3 separate regions of the Mus musculus genome follow, and regions 2 and 3 are each linked to region 1. The links are chromatin contacts, called in public HiChIP or PLAC-seq maps. All regions are on one chromosome and are shown on one strand. The core of a region is the stretch at or near the end of the contact, and the rest is flanking DNA. Distances in the headings are between cores, read along the strand shown. Region 1 holds the start of Fgf4 (fibroblast growth factor 4). Region 2 holds the start of LTO1 (ABCE maturation factor). Region 3 holds the start of Fgf15 (fibroblast growth factor 15).

Region 1 (3,692 bases), core at 746-3,245:
GGGTTCATACCAAAGGAAGCAGAGGGAGCGGCGACGGCAGAATGCTCCCGATCGGGAACGCTCAGGGTCCTTCTCACTGCCTCAGAGGTCCCAGGCAGGCCTTTCCAGTTACAGGCCAGGCACCCTTGGAAACTGATGTCACCAAGTTTTAGAGGCACACATGAAACAGCATCACACCCATATCTTTGATAGTGAAGAAAGAAGTCTGTTCCGCTATTCCAAAGAGGTCTGAGCTGCAATTTGTTTGTTCTTTTGGTCATATCCCCCCCCCCGAAAATGAGAATACATAAAATTATAAATAATTGGGCGTCCATATATACATATTTAAATAATTTAAATATCTTAGACCAGTTTTTTTGCAAACAATTCTCCATCGAGAGAAAGTGCTCCTCCTGAGGGGTAGGGTGTGCTTCCGAGGCTGAGGCAGGGCTCCGGAGGGTCACAGTCTAGGAAGGAAGTGGGTTACCTTCATGGTAGGCGACACTCGGTTCCCCTTCTTGGTCCGCCCGTTCTTACTGAGGGCCATGAACATACCGGGGTACGCGTAGGATTCGTAGGCGTTGTAGTTGTTGGGCAGAAGTATTTCTTTGAATTTACACTCGTCGGTAAAGAAAGGCTGGGAAAGAGGGTACTGGGTGAGCCAGGGACCTGCCGCAATCGGGACCCAAGAGATCTTTCTTAGGTAGGCGGAGTGTCAAAACTGTCCCAGATTTCGAAGAGGTGATAAGTCCACGCTAGGCATAGCTAGCTCACCTGCTTTGCCCCTATCAACTTAATATCTCCTGCTGGAGTACCCCTCTCCCCGCCCCACCCGCCCCAATCAGTAAGTACCTCACTCAGGAGGAAATTGGATGGGGTAGTTCCCTTGGTCTAGAAACCCAGCCTGGCTCTGGCTACTTTGACTGAAAACGTGAGACCTGGCAATCCTACTGCCAGTCCTCTGTGACCAACACACAAGTGTATGTGTGGGGTGAAGGGTTTACAATCCCGCTAGTCTTGCACACTGTATCGAGCAGGTGGCCCAGCCAGACCCGCTGGCACTCACCACACCGAAGAGCTTGCCCCTGCTGCTCATGGCCACGAAGAACCGGCTGGCCACTCCGAAGATGCTCACCACGCCTCGCTGCACCGGAGAGAGCTCCAGAAGACCTGGGGAGGCGGGGGTTGGGGGGGAGGGATCGCAGGTCAGAAAAGCCTAGGTGACCCTGGACCCACACAGACCCTCCGACTCTAAGCCTCTTGGGATCTCGATGCTGGGGTGAAAAGCCCAGGGTCCCCAAAGCAAGCTTTAAGAGCTCATCTCCTGTCTACCGGTGGCCCTCAAGTCCAGCCTCAGTCTGGGCGCTTGTCCCGGGCTCCCGTGGGTGCGGGCGGGTGAAGGCGATGGAATTCCGCACCGAGAGACCAGGCTTCCGAAGGCGGGAGGCGGGGCTCGGCCGCCGGGTGCGCTCTCAGTCCTGGAGCCCAAGGGGTGGGAGCTCGACTCTACTCAGCCCCCGAGACTACTACTGCCCGGGACCCTATCCCCTCGGCGCGCCCAGAACTCACTGTCCCTCGTGTCTGCGTGCACACCACCGATGCGGCCGTCGGGCAGCACCTGCAGGTGGAATCCGATGCCCACGTTGCAGTAGAGCCGCCGAAGCCTTTTGAGGCCCAGCAGGTAGTCCCCTGCGCCGCTGCGGACCGCCGCCTGCGGGGGCTGCGCGGCCACCGGCAGGCGTGCCAGCGAGCGGGCCACCAAGCCGTCCCAGCCGTGCCCCAATTCTGCGTGCCGCGTGCCGTTGGGTGCGGCGGTCCCTCGGTCCGCCAGGGCCACCACCAGGGCCAGCAGGACCCTGGGCAGCAGCGTCCCTGTGGTCGGCCCGCGTTTCGCCATCCCGGCCCGCGGGCCGTGCGTGAGTTCGAGCTGCGGGCCGTGAGTTCGGTGAGTGCTGCGCACAGACCTAAGTAGCGAGAGCAAATAGGGACGCAACGGTGGCGGGATAGTCCCCGCGCGCCCAGCCCTCCGGAGCAGTGGTATATATAGCCGGCGCCCCCTCCTACTCGCCTGCCCCGCGGGGCGTCGGTCGCCTGGGAGCCGGGGCGCAGGCCGCCTGCCAATCACCGCCGGGGGAGGAGGCGCGGGCCTGGCGGTGGCTACTGTCACCTGGAGAGACCCCAACCCCTTACTCTTGGCTCCGCCCCGCACTCGAACCTGTTGATCCCGCCCCTTGGCTCTCTGCTCCCCAGGGCATCTCCTGTGCTCCTTCCTTGCGGGACACTTGGTGAACCGCCAGAACCTTTCTGCTGCGCCAAGGACTGGCTTGAGCTGACGGTGGGAGGCAAGTCACACTGTGGCTTGGCTATCAGGGTGTAACTCTAAGGGAGCCGGGAGGTAGGGCACGATCGGAGGGAGGGAGGCAAGGCTTGGTCTGGCCCCAGAGGCTTGGAAATTTAAGGGTCTTCCAGGTGATGGGAAGTCTAAACTACGGAGTGGGTGCTTCTAAGAGAACTCAGGTTGAGGACATTCAGGGACAGCAGAGACCCGCACTTTCCTCCTAGGTAACCCAAGGCAAGGACAGAAAGCTGGCAAGACATTGGGCATCAGTTCCCCAGAGATTTTCAAGTGTGGAGGCCAGAACTTCCCAACCCAGGAGCATGTCAAACTCTAAGGATCTGGAAGGGTCCCTTCCCCCACCAGCACCCCCACACCCAACTGTGGCCATTCTGGCCTGATGGGGGTGAACTGGGCAGAACCCTGGTACTGTTCTCCTAGGTGTGAATGTCCCTGTTCTGTGGTATCTGAGGAACCTGGAGCCAGCAGGTGACCTGGCCACTGATGGAGGAGCCGAAGAGCCTGCTGCACCCCCTCACCGAGGAATCAGTAATTTGGACCAGAGCTTCTGGGAGCTGTGGCTTCCTTCTGCCAAACCTCTGTCATTGGGCTTGCACCAATCATTCCTGGTCCTACTCAGAACACCAACGGAAATGCAGCCAGGTCCTGAGACCTAGAGGAGACACTTGAGCATCTATCTATCCCTTAGTGGGGATTACACCATGTCTCCAAATCCCTTAATGAGGCATTCTGATGCACCTGGCAGCCTGGGATAACCGCATCCTCCAGTGGCAGGTAGAGCTGCTGCTGGCCTTGCTTGCTAGGGAGCAAAGTCAGCTGTGCACAGGCTCCCACGAACACGTGTGCGCACGCACACACGCGCGCGCGCGCGCACACACACACACACACACACACACTCATGGATGTACACACATAAGCATGCATACACACACCCTGCTGAGAAACATCCCTTCCTGTAACAGGGTTCCCTAGATCCCCTGCTGTGTCACTGGAGGAGGGCTGCAGGCCTTAGTCTGGGCACTCCTGGGTGTTCCTTTCTGGGGCTGGGCCCAGGCTGGATCAGATCTAGATCATTGCCCTGGTGGTAGGCAGGTCCCCCCACCCCAACTCAATTTGGGAGTGCATCCCTGACTCTGTGACTGCAGAAGGAGCTGCTGGCCACCACACCCTGTGGGTGCTCTTGACAGTGGTTAGTAGTCAGGAGGACCAAGGTTGGGCACTATCATCAAACTGCTTTGGGGCCTGCTTTTTGCTCCAGGCTGTGGCTCCAGAACCTCCAGCTTCCGGCTCCTCCAAGTTCAGAAGTGTTGGGGAGAATATGAGAGCACGGGTGAGGATAGGGCTCTCCGGGACTAAC
Region 2 (3,692 bases), core at 421-2,920, 54 kb before region 1:
TGCTGTGAGGAAAAGTTCAATGCCTTTGTTCTTCTCCTCAAGGCACTGTTTCAAAGCCATGGCCTTATGCATGCTGGTGCATGCTCTGCTGTTGAGCCACTTCCCCAGCCTGGTTTTTGGAGACAGGATCTCACTATCTAGCTGAGGCTTGCCTAGAGTTCCCTGACTGTTGGGATGACAGGTAAGGACCACCACACTCATCTATGAAGTCACTTCTAGGCAGCCCTCTCACTTACCTCAGACCCAATCTTGGCTCCATGTACCATGCCATACCGCTTTCCTTCAACGATCCCCAAGCTACTGCCTTCTTCATAGCCTTCCTGATATCCCTCCCCATGGAATCTGTGATAAAGAAACACACATCATCAGGCAAGATACCTCTTCCTGCCTTGTATTATCCAGATCCCACTGGACCCAGCAGTCTGGGTAGTAGGAAAAGCTTAAAACTCAAGTCACAGAATACAGCTTCTAGGTCTAGCTCTTCTACACCCTGGCCCATTACTGTGCCCATTAGTCCCATTTTTGAGGCAGTATCTCACTGTGCAGCCAAGGCTGGCCTCCAATTCAAGCAGCCCTGCCTCTAGCTCTTGAATGCTGAGATTACAGGTGTGTGCCACCATCTCCAAGAGGAGCCCTGATACATATGGGCTACATTCTGTGGCAAACACTCTACTAACTGAACTACAGCCCCAACCCCTAGAAAGCCAGGTTATCATCTGTAACTGTAGGTAGGCTACACAGATGACTACCAAACCCAGCCGAGCACCAGAACCCACAAGGAAAATGTAAAGATACAAACTCAAGCAAGCTCGGAACACACTAGGAATCTACTTTTGAAAATGTAGGTGTGAGGGTAGGTGCATCTGAGCCTACATGCCATCATAACTCAACCTGTTTGTTTCTAAAACACTCCAAGCACCCAGGACTCCTCACACCTCTGTAGAGGTACAGAAAATGTCCCCAAGATCAAGACAGTATGCCACCACTGGGATGCTCTGGGTAGGTGGGTATTATTGTGTCTAAGAGTTCAACCCTCAAACTGGCAATAAATTGCTGCCGGCGCTGTTGAAGGAATGTTCTGGAAGCCCCCATGTGAGGCAGTGAACAGCTCCCCATTTGGGGGCGTGGGCATCTGCCAGGACCCGACTCCCTAAACCGAGCCTGAGCAGTCACCCGGGGAGGTACCCAACCCACAATGAGCAGCCAGCCTGGAGAGGCCAAGATGACCTGGGCCACCGTCCCGCCCAGGCGTTCCCTGGGGACTTTTCAGGATCCAAAGGGGCCTGCCCGACATATCCATCAGCAGACCCATGAATACCGCCGTATGTGCGGCAATTAAAGGACAAGAAAAAGTGGCAGCTCGCAGATGGCGAAGGCGGGTATCCCCGAGGACTGCCCAGCAGCTGCCGGGGCGGGGCGGAGCCGGGTCTCTCTGCCCACCTCTCATCCGCCATCACGACGGCGTCAAATATGTCCTGCTCCACGGCCATGGCGGTGTCTCGGCTCTCCCCCGGCCCTCGCATTCCTTTCATTCTGTGTAGTAATCGCCAACTGGCGAGACGCGATCACAAACGCCCGGATTGTCAGAATGAAGAAGACACTTCCGTGTATGCCGCGCGGAGCAGGGCGGGTAAGGACGGCAAGCTAAAGAAGCCAAAAAAAAAAAAAAAGCCCATCCCACTGCGCATGGGTAGATGCTACATGGGCGGGGCTAGCCCGAGGGAAGCCTTGCTCCTCCTCCTTGGTACCGCTCGCTCCGTGGTGGGTGGGGCGGGTCAGGTCGCTTGGGGCACGTCGTCTGGGTCGCTCGCGGTGTCCAGACGAACCCTGCTTTTATTTTCAAAATCCAAACAGATGGGACCGAATTCACAAACGTGGGTCTTAAAGAAATGAGAAAAGTTACCAAAGATCTGGCACAGGGGCGTTCCCAGGAAATGGAGGAAGGGCCCAAGGGGCAGGCTTCAAGGAGGGAGGAGTATCCGGCATCCTCTGCTGTCACCGGACTGTCAATCACCGCATCTGTACACTGCACCGGACCCTCCCTGAGGGCTGGAAACGATTTGATACTGCGATATCCTAAAGGGCAGATAATAAATATTGCCCCCAGACATGAAAATGCCCTTGGGGGGGGGTCTTTGAAAATGAAAAAGGTTGTGTGTGCCAGTTACCTTGTTTTTTTTTGGTCTTTTTGTTATTTTGTCTTTTTTTTTTTTTTTTTTTTTTTCCAGAGCTGAGGACCGAACCCAGGGCCTTGCGCTTGCTAGGCAAGCGCTCTACCACTGAGCTAAATCCCCAACCCCGAACGCTAGCACTTGCTGCCAGTATTTAAAGCAAAACTGAAGTATTTCATACACAGTCAAGTATCAGGTGGTTCCGAAGGGCTGGCCGGCAGGAGGAGCCACTTTGTCCAAGCGCTCCAATCTCACAGGCACCCACTCTTCAAACAGCAGAAATTGAAGTTAGTTTTCTCATCATTTCCATCAGAGATACCTTCCAAAGTATAGTTTTAAAGAGTATTCCACAGTACAGTAAGTTCCTTAGGCAACAATTGCTAACAAGTTAATCAGCTCCTGTATAAAAGAGACCAGAGATACAACACTGTAATTGATGGAGGGCTGAATAAGTAAACACGCCACTTGAACTGAATTTCATCTGTGCAAATGAATCCTTAACTATAACAAAATGCTTTTTGAAAATGAGAACTACTGTGTCAGACAGAAGAGAGAAGTTTGAGTCTGGTGATGAACATGATGGCATGTTGACTGAAGAAGAGATAAGCCTGGAGAACAGCCTAGAATGTCTCCTAGGAGTAAAACTTCCGTGATAAAAATAAAATCACAAACTTCAGGAAGGATAGAGCAGTGAGCACTCGCCATGACAGGCAAGTATGGTTTCTCAGGAAAATAAAGTGAGTCCCTCACACTCTGCTCACGCTGCTCACACTGCTCATCAGAAGAGTCTACACCAAGTAAAAAGTTAACCACAAAAAGAAAAAGGAGGCCAGGTGCGGTGGCAAAGGTCTTCTTTTAATCCCAGCACTTCGGAGGCAGAGGCAGGCAGATTTCTGAGTTCGAGGCCAGCCTGGTCTACAGAGTAAGTTCCAGGACAGCCAGGGCTACACAGAGAAAACCTGTCTCAAAAAATGAAAAGAAAAAAAAAGATGTGGGTACAAAACAGATTCATCCTGGAAGCAGGGACAGTGGCCCCCACTTGTAAGCCCCATGTGGGAAGCTGAGGGAAAAGAACTGCCATGAATCTGAGGCCAACCTGGGCTACAGAGTGCATTCCAGACTGGTCTGGGCTGAAGAGTGAGACCATATCTCAAAACATAAAATATAATTGTTTAGAAATAGATGAATGAGCCGGGCGTTGTGGCGTACGCCTTTAATCCCAGCACTTGGGAGGCAGAGGCAGGCGGATTTCTGAGTTCGAGGCCAGCCTGGTCTACAAAGTGAGTTCCAGGACAGCCAGGGCTACACAGAGAAACCCTGTCTCGAAAAAAAACAAAAAAACAAAAAAACAAAAAAAAAAAGAAATAGATGAATGAATGAATGAATTCATCCTAACAGGAGAAAATAGCAAGCTAATGGGCCTTTTGTATGGCACAGAACTGAGCAGCAGGTGTCTGGCCTTTAAATTGGGTAGAGTCCCAGGAGGAACAGACGGAGTCCACGGAAAGAGCAGCCAGAAGT
Region 3 (3,692 bases), core at 309-2,808, 35 kb before region 1:
GAGATTTGCTTGGGCCTGGGTGTCAGCTTTCAGCCAGGCAGGGGACCCCCTCCTCTGAAGCCCCTTCCTTTCTCTGCAGACCCCTTTCTTTCTTTCCTTCTTTCTTTCTTTCTTTCTTTCTTTCTTTCTTTCTTTCTTTCCTTTCTCTGTGGTCTTTTCATGTAGATAAATCAACTTCAGAGCCACAGACAATTTGGGGACTCTTAAAGAAACAAAACAACAAAAACGTTAAGTCCGGTAGCCATCCTTCCCCACTGGGGGACCTCGCACTGGTACTGCCAGAGGTAGGGCTGAAGGCTTCTTTGAACCCAGCCTCTATTCCTACAGAGCACTAGCCTACATACTTCATGACTACCGATTTTTAGGGGTTATGTGAACCTAGCCATCTCGCCTCACTCCAGTTCCCCCAGGTCACAAGCAGATGAGCATCTTGGGTACTTTCTAAAGTATCTAATTTTTGCATCACACCATGGACCTAAGAAAAATTGATTGAAAAGACCCTTCTTTCCTTTTTCTTTTCTTTTTTATTTGAGGGAGGGGGAGGAAATCGAGGACCACGAACACGCAAAGCCAGGAGAGGAGGCTTTCCTGTTCAGTATCAAAGGGGCCGAAAGCTGAATGGGACTCAGCAGTTAGCCCAGTCTTTGGGAAGATTAGACAGCTTCTCTGGTCTCCCTGCTCCCCCGCTACAGCCTGGGGCCATCACTTTACGCAGGGCGGGCAAGAGCAATATTAGCCCCACTATCATTGGTACCTTGCCCTCGAAGTTCCTTTTGGACCTGAGCAGGAGGCGAAAGAACAAACAAACAAACAAAAACAATACGGACCCAACGCGGCCGCGAGCATCCCGCCGCGTGGAGGAACACTCACCAGCCCGTATATCTTGCCGTCCGCGCTCATGCAGAGGTACCGCACGCTGCTGACGTCCTTGATGGCAATCGTCTTCAGAGCGACCGCGCGGAATTCCAACAAATCTGCGAGCAAGAGAAAGATGTTGCCGGGCCCCAGCAACACGTGAGTACAGCGGGGCCACACTGCATCGCCCTTCCCCAGCTCCAGTCTGGAAGTCAGGGGTGGGAGGATGTTAAGGCCACGGCGACACACCCACGTGCTTCTGGGTCCTAAGGGACCGGAGGGGACGGGCTGAATGATACTCACTTCGTTCGTTTTGGTCCTCCTCGCAGTCCACAGAGCCGTCGCTCCGGATTCGGAGGAAGCAGTTGGAGACATAGGGACCAGCGGAGTACAGGTACTGCAGGCGGGTAATCTTGCCCCAGCCGTAGAGAAAGAGTGGATCTTCATCTGACACAGACTGGGATTGCTGAGCCAGGGGACGCCCAGACACAGCCAGCCACAGAGTGGCCAGGACCAGGGCTCGGGCCACCGCACGCCCGTTCCACTTTCTCGCCATGACACCTCGGGGTCCTGAAGGCCGTTACAAAGGTGGCGCGGAGACTGCGATGCGGCGGGGACTCAAGTTGCAGGCGCAGGGCAGGCACAACCCACAAAGCAACTGGGCGCTTGTGGCGTGGGGCGCACAGAGTTACTGCTCCGACAGTGGGGTGGCTCCGGGCACGCGGCCTTATATACGTTTCGTCCCGCGGGCCCCGCGGGTAGGTGACCCGGGCATCAGAGCATTTCTCCTCCTAATTGCATCAAGTCTCCGCCCCCCGCACACACCCATTCAAGCCCCAACCCAGTGACCCCGCCCAGGCCGGCCAGATCTGGCAGAGGAGGAGCCCCCCCTTTGCGACCCTGGCCTGGGGAGCAAGTGTTCAATGCACAGTATCTTGGTGGTTATTGAATAGGCTATTTTAATTTTACTATTAATTATTGAGGTCTTCAGGCCCTGGGCTTTCAGAGGGATGCGCGTGGGACAGTCACAGAGACTAGAAGGCACGCAGAGCTCTGCCTCCGTAGCCCCCTGTTTGAGTCTTGAATCTCTCCTTTAGCACGCTATCGCAGATCCTACCCTCCCTCATTCTCCCGGCCCCAGACCTAGGCTCCCTTTTCATGGATATTTGCCCTACAAGGTGGAGACCTCGTGAGAACGTGTCGCACGCACTAGGTGGCGCTTCAGCCCTAGTTTCGGTCTCCAATGTGCTGCCAGTCGCTGTCTGCACGTCCTCTGCCTGCCTCGCGCGTGGACTCCACAAGTGGAATGTCACTGGGGCTGCGACTTTTGAGAAGGGTGGACTGACCAGCGTGCAGAAGCACGGCAGGCCGCGGGATCCCCTCTTGGGTCGATGATCAGGCCCTTGAGTCTGTGCGCGGGGGACAGCTGCGTACCGGAGAGGAGGGGGCCAGCTAGGAGCAACGGTGGACGCTGCTGGCGGCCGGTCAGGTGGGAGGAGAATGGGGGCTTCTCCTAGAGCCGCTCTTGCAAAGAAAAGGAGGCAGCCTGCAGAGAATTCCCCTGCCTGAAAGAAAGGGTCCTCGCAGGGGGCTTTGGCTCAGCGCTTATCCTTTCTCATTATGCCTCCAACCCCCCAACTCCTGTATGTGGGGCCCCAGGAGGCTGGTTTGGGTAAAAAGGTACTGGCCTAGCTCCGTGGTGATGGGAGGTCTGTCTGCAGGGGCGGGACAGCAGAGAAATGGCAGATCTGATGAATCTCAATGAGGAACACGCCACTTTCAGACGCCATCAGTGACTGGCATTAATGACGGAGCTCTGGGAGAATGTCATCAGGAAAGCCTTTACAAAAAGACATCACCGAAGGCTCTCAGGACCGGGGACTCCCATGCTGTGAGGCTTGTTTTAGAGAGCGATGTCTCCTGTAAAATCTAATTACTTCTCCCTTGTGATTCTCAATCGACAGCGCGGGCTATTAATCTTAATTGCCTTCTCCTGACGCTTTTGTTTTAATGTCCGTGATAAATGTGGGGTACCAGGGAGGTTGGCAGAGGCTTTACTGAAGAGTCCCCCCAAATTGGGCTGGAGGGTGGCATGCGGGTGGCAGCACCCCATCCCCACTCTGCGCCCTTCTCAGGGACTCCCAGAAGAGTTAGAGATGTTGGTAATGGAGTGATCAGAGGAAAGTCTGTTGGGTCACTGGGGGCCGCCATAAGAACATTCTTCTCCAGGGCGGGTTTTACTTCCACCTCTGAACAAGGTAGAAAATGGGACTCTGGAAAGTGACAGAGCGCCCCCAAGGATGCACATCGTAAGAGGTGAAGATGGAGCCTTGTTTGTGACAAAGGCAGGATGGCCTGTCTCAGAGCACAGGAGTGACAGTGGATCCACAGATGGCTACTCCCTGGGCACATGGTGAACTCTTGCCAGTTACATCAGCCTGCTTTTGGGCTTAACTTGTGTTGTTTGGAAGAGTAGACATAGGAGTCCTAAGATCTCTCTGTGTATAGAAGAGCCTGTGCTTTTCACACGGAGAGCGAGAGTCTATTAAGTGGCTTTTTATAATTACAGCAATGTGGGAACGAATCGCAGGGTGTGAGGTGGGCGTGCCCAGGAAATTCTGATCACCACTCCTAGGTTTTGGGGATATCCCCCCTCCCCGGGAGAAAATTGAAGGAAAAGAAAGAAAGAAAGAAAGAAAGAAAGAAAGAAAGAAAGAAAGAAAGAAAGAAAGAAAGAAAGAAAGAAAGAAAGAAAGAAAGAAAGAAAGAAAGAAAGAAAAGGGAAAGCGATTTTTTGCAAGCAGGGGGCGCTGTTGTTACTTTATAGACTCTCTTGA

Evidence for each region. HiChIP or PLAC-seq counts read pairs in DNA pulled down with a chosen protein or histone mark.
Region 2: an H3K4me3 HiChIP or PLAC-seq map of embryonic stem cells shows a contact between it and region 1, with 41 read pairs. The contact joins the promoter of LTO1 here to the promoter of Fgf4 in region 1. A contact is called at or near these places in 6 of 39 promoter capture datasets (the 3T3-L1 cell line, the SN4741 cell line, embryonic stem cells and 2 more), 1 of 484 Hi-C or Micro-C datasets (embryonic stem cells), 3 of 115 datasets of contacts at active chromatin or transcription factors (all in embryonic stem cells) and 3 of 9 other capture datasets (adipose tissue, liver and pancreatic islet).
Region 3: a contact with region 1 is called in an H3K4me3 HiChIP or PLAC-seq map of embryonic stem cells, with 68 read pairs. The contact joins the promoter of Fgf15 here to the promoter of Fgf4 in region 1. A contact is called at or near these places in 9 of 39 promoter capture datasets (the 3T3-L1 cell line, the SN4741 cell line, embryonic stem cells and 3 more), 4 of 15 datasets of contacts at CTCF or cohesin (CD8 T cells and embryonic stem cells), 17 of 484 Hi-C or Micro-C datasets (B cells, LSK cells, Th2 cells and 8 more), 12 of 115 datasets of contacts at active chromatin or transcription factors (embryonic fibroblasts, embryonic forebrain, embryonic limb bud and 3 more) and 3 of 9 other capture datasets (adipose tissue, liver and pancreatic islet).

Annotation. Positions count from the first base shown.
Region 1 is chr7:144,859,689-144,863,380 of GRCm38.p6, reverse strand. It overlaps Fgf4 (fibroblast growth factor 4), which reads right to left and starts at 1,995. Exons shown (of 3, transcript NM_010202.6): 1 at 1,549-1,995; 2 at 1,046-1,149; 3 at 1-616. The coding sequence starts at 1,876. The coding sequence ends at 440. RefSeq lists promoters at 1,992-2,429, 1,992-3,692.
Region 2 is chr7:144,913,078-144,916,769 of GRCm38.p6, reverse strand. LTO1 (ABCE maturation factor) reads right to left here and starts at 1,670. Exons shown (of 4, transcript NM_001357869.1): 1 at 1,441-1,670; 2 at 237-342. The coding sequence starts at 1,532. Bc1 (brain cytoplasmic RNA 1) reads right to left here and starts at 2,300. Exons shown (of 1, transcript NR_038088.1): 1 at 2,147-2,300.
Region 3 is chr7:144,894,398-144,898,089 of GRCm38.p6, reverse strand. It overlaps Fgf15 (fibroblast growth factor 15), which reads right to left and starts at 1,558. Exons shown (of 3, transcript NM_008003.2): 1 at 1,159-1,558; 2 at 871-974. The coding sequence starts at 1,411. Gm26793 (a long non-coding RNA gene) reads left to right here. Exons shown (of 2, transcript XR_003946907.1): 1 at 1-1,014; 2 at 1,185-3,692. RefSeq lists a cis regulatory region at 1,692-1,706, enhancers at 2,547-2,579, 2,600-2,951, 2,409-2,951, 2,926-2,972 and a promoter at 1,473-3,692.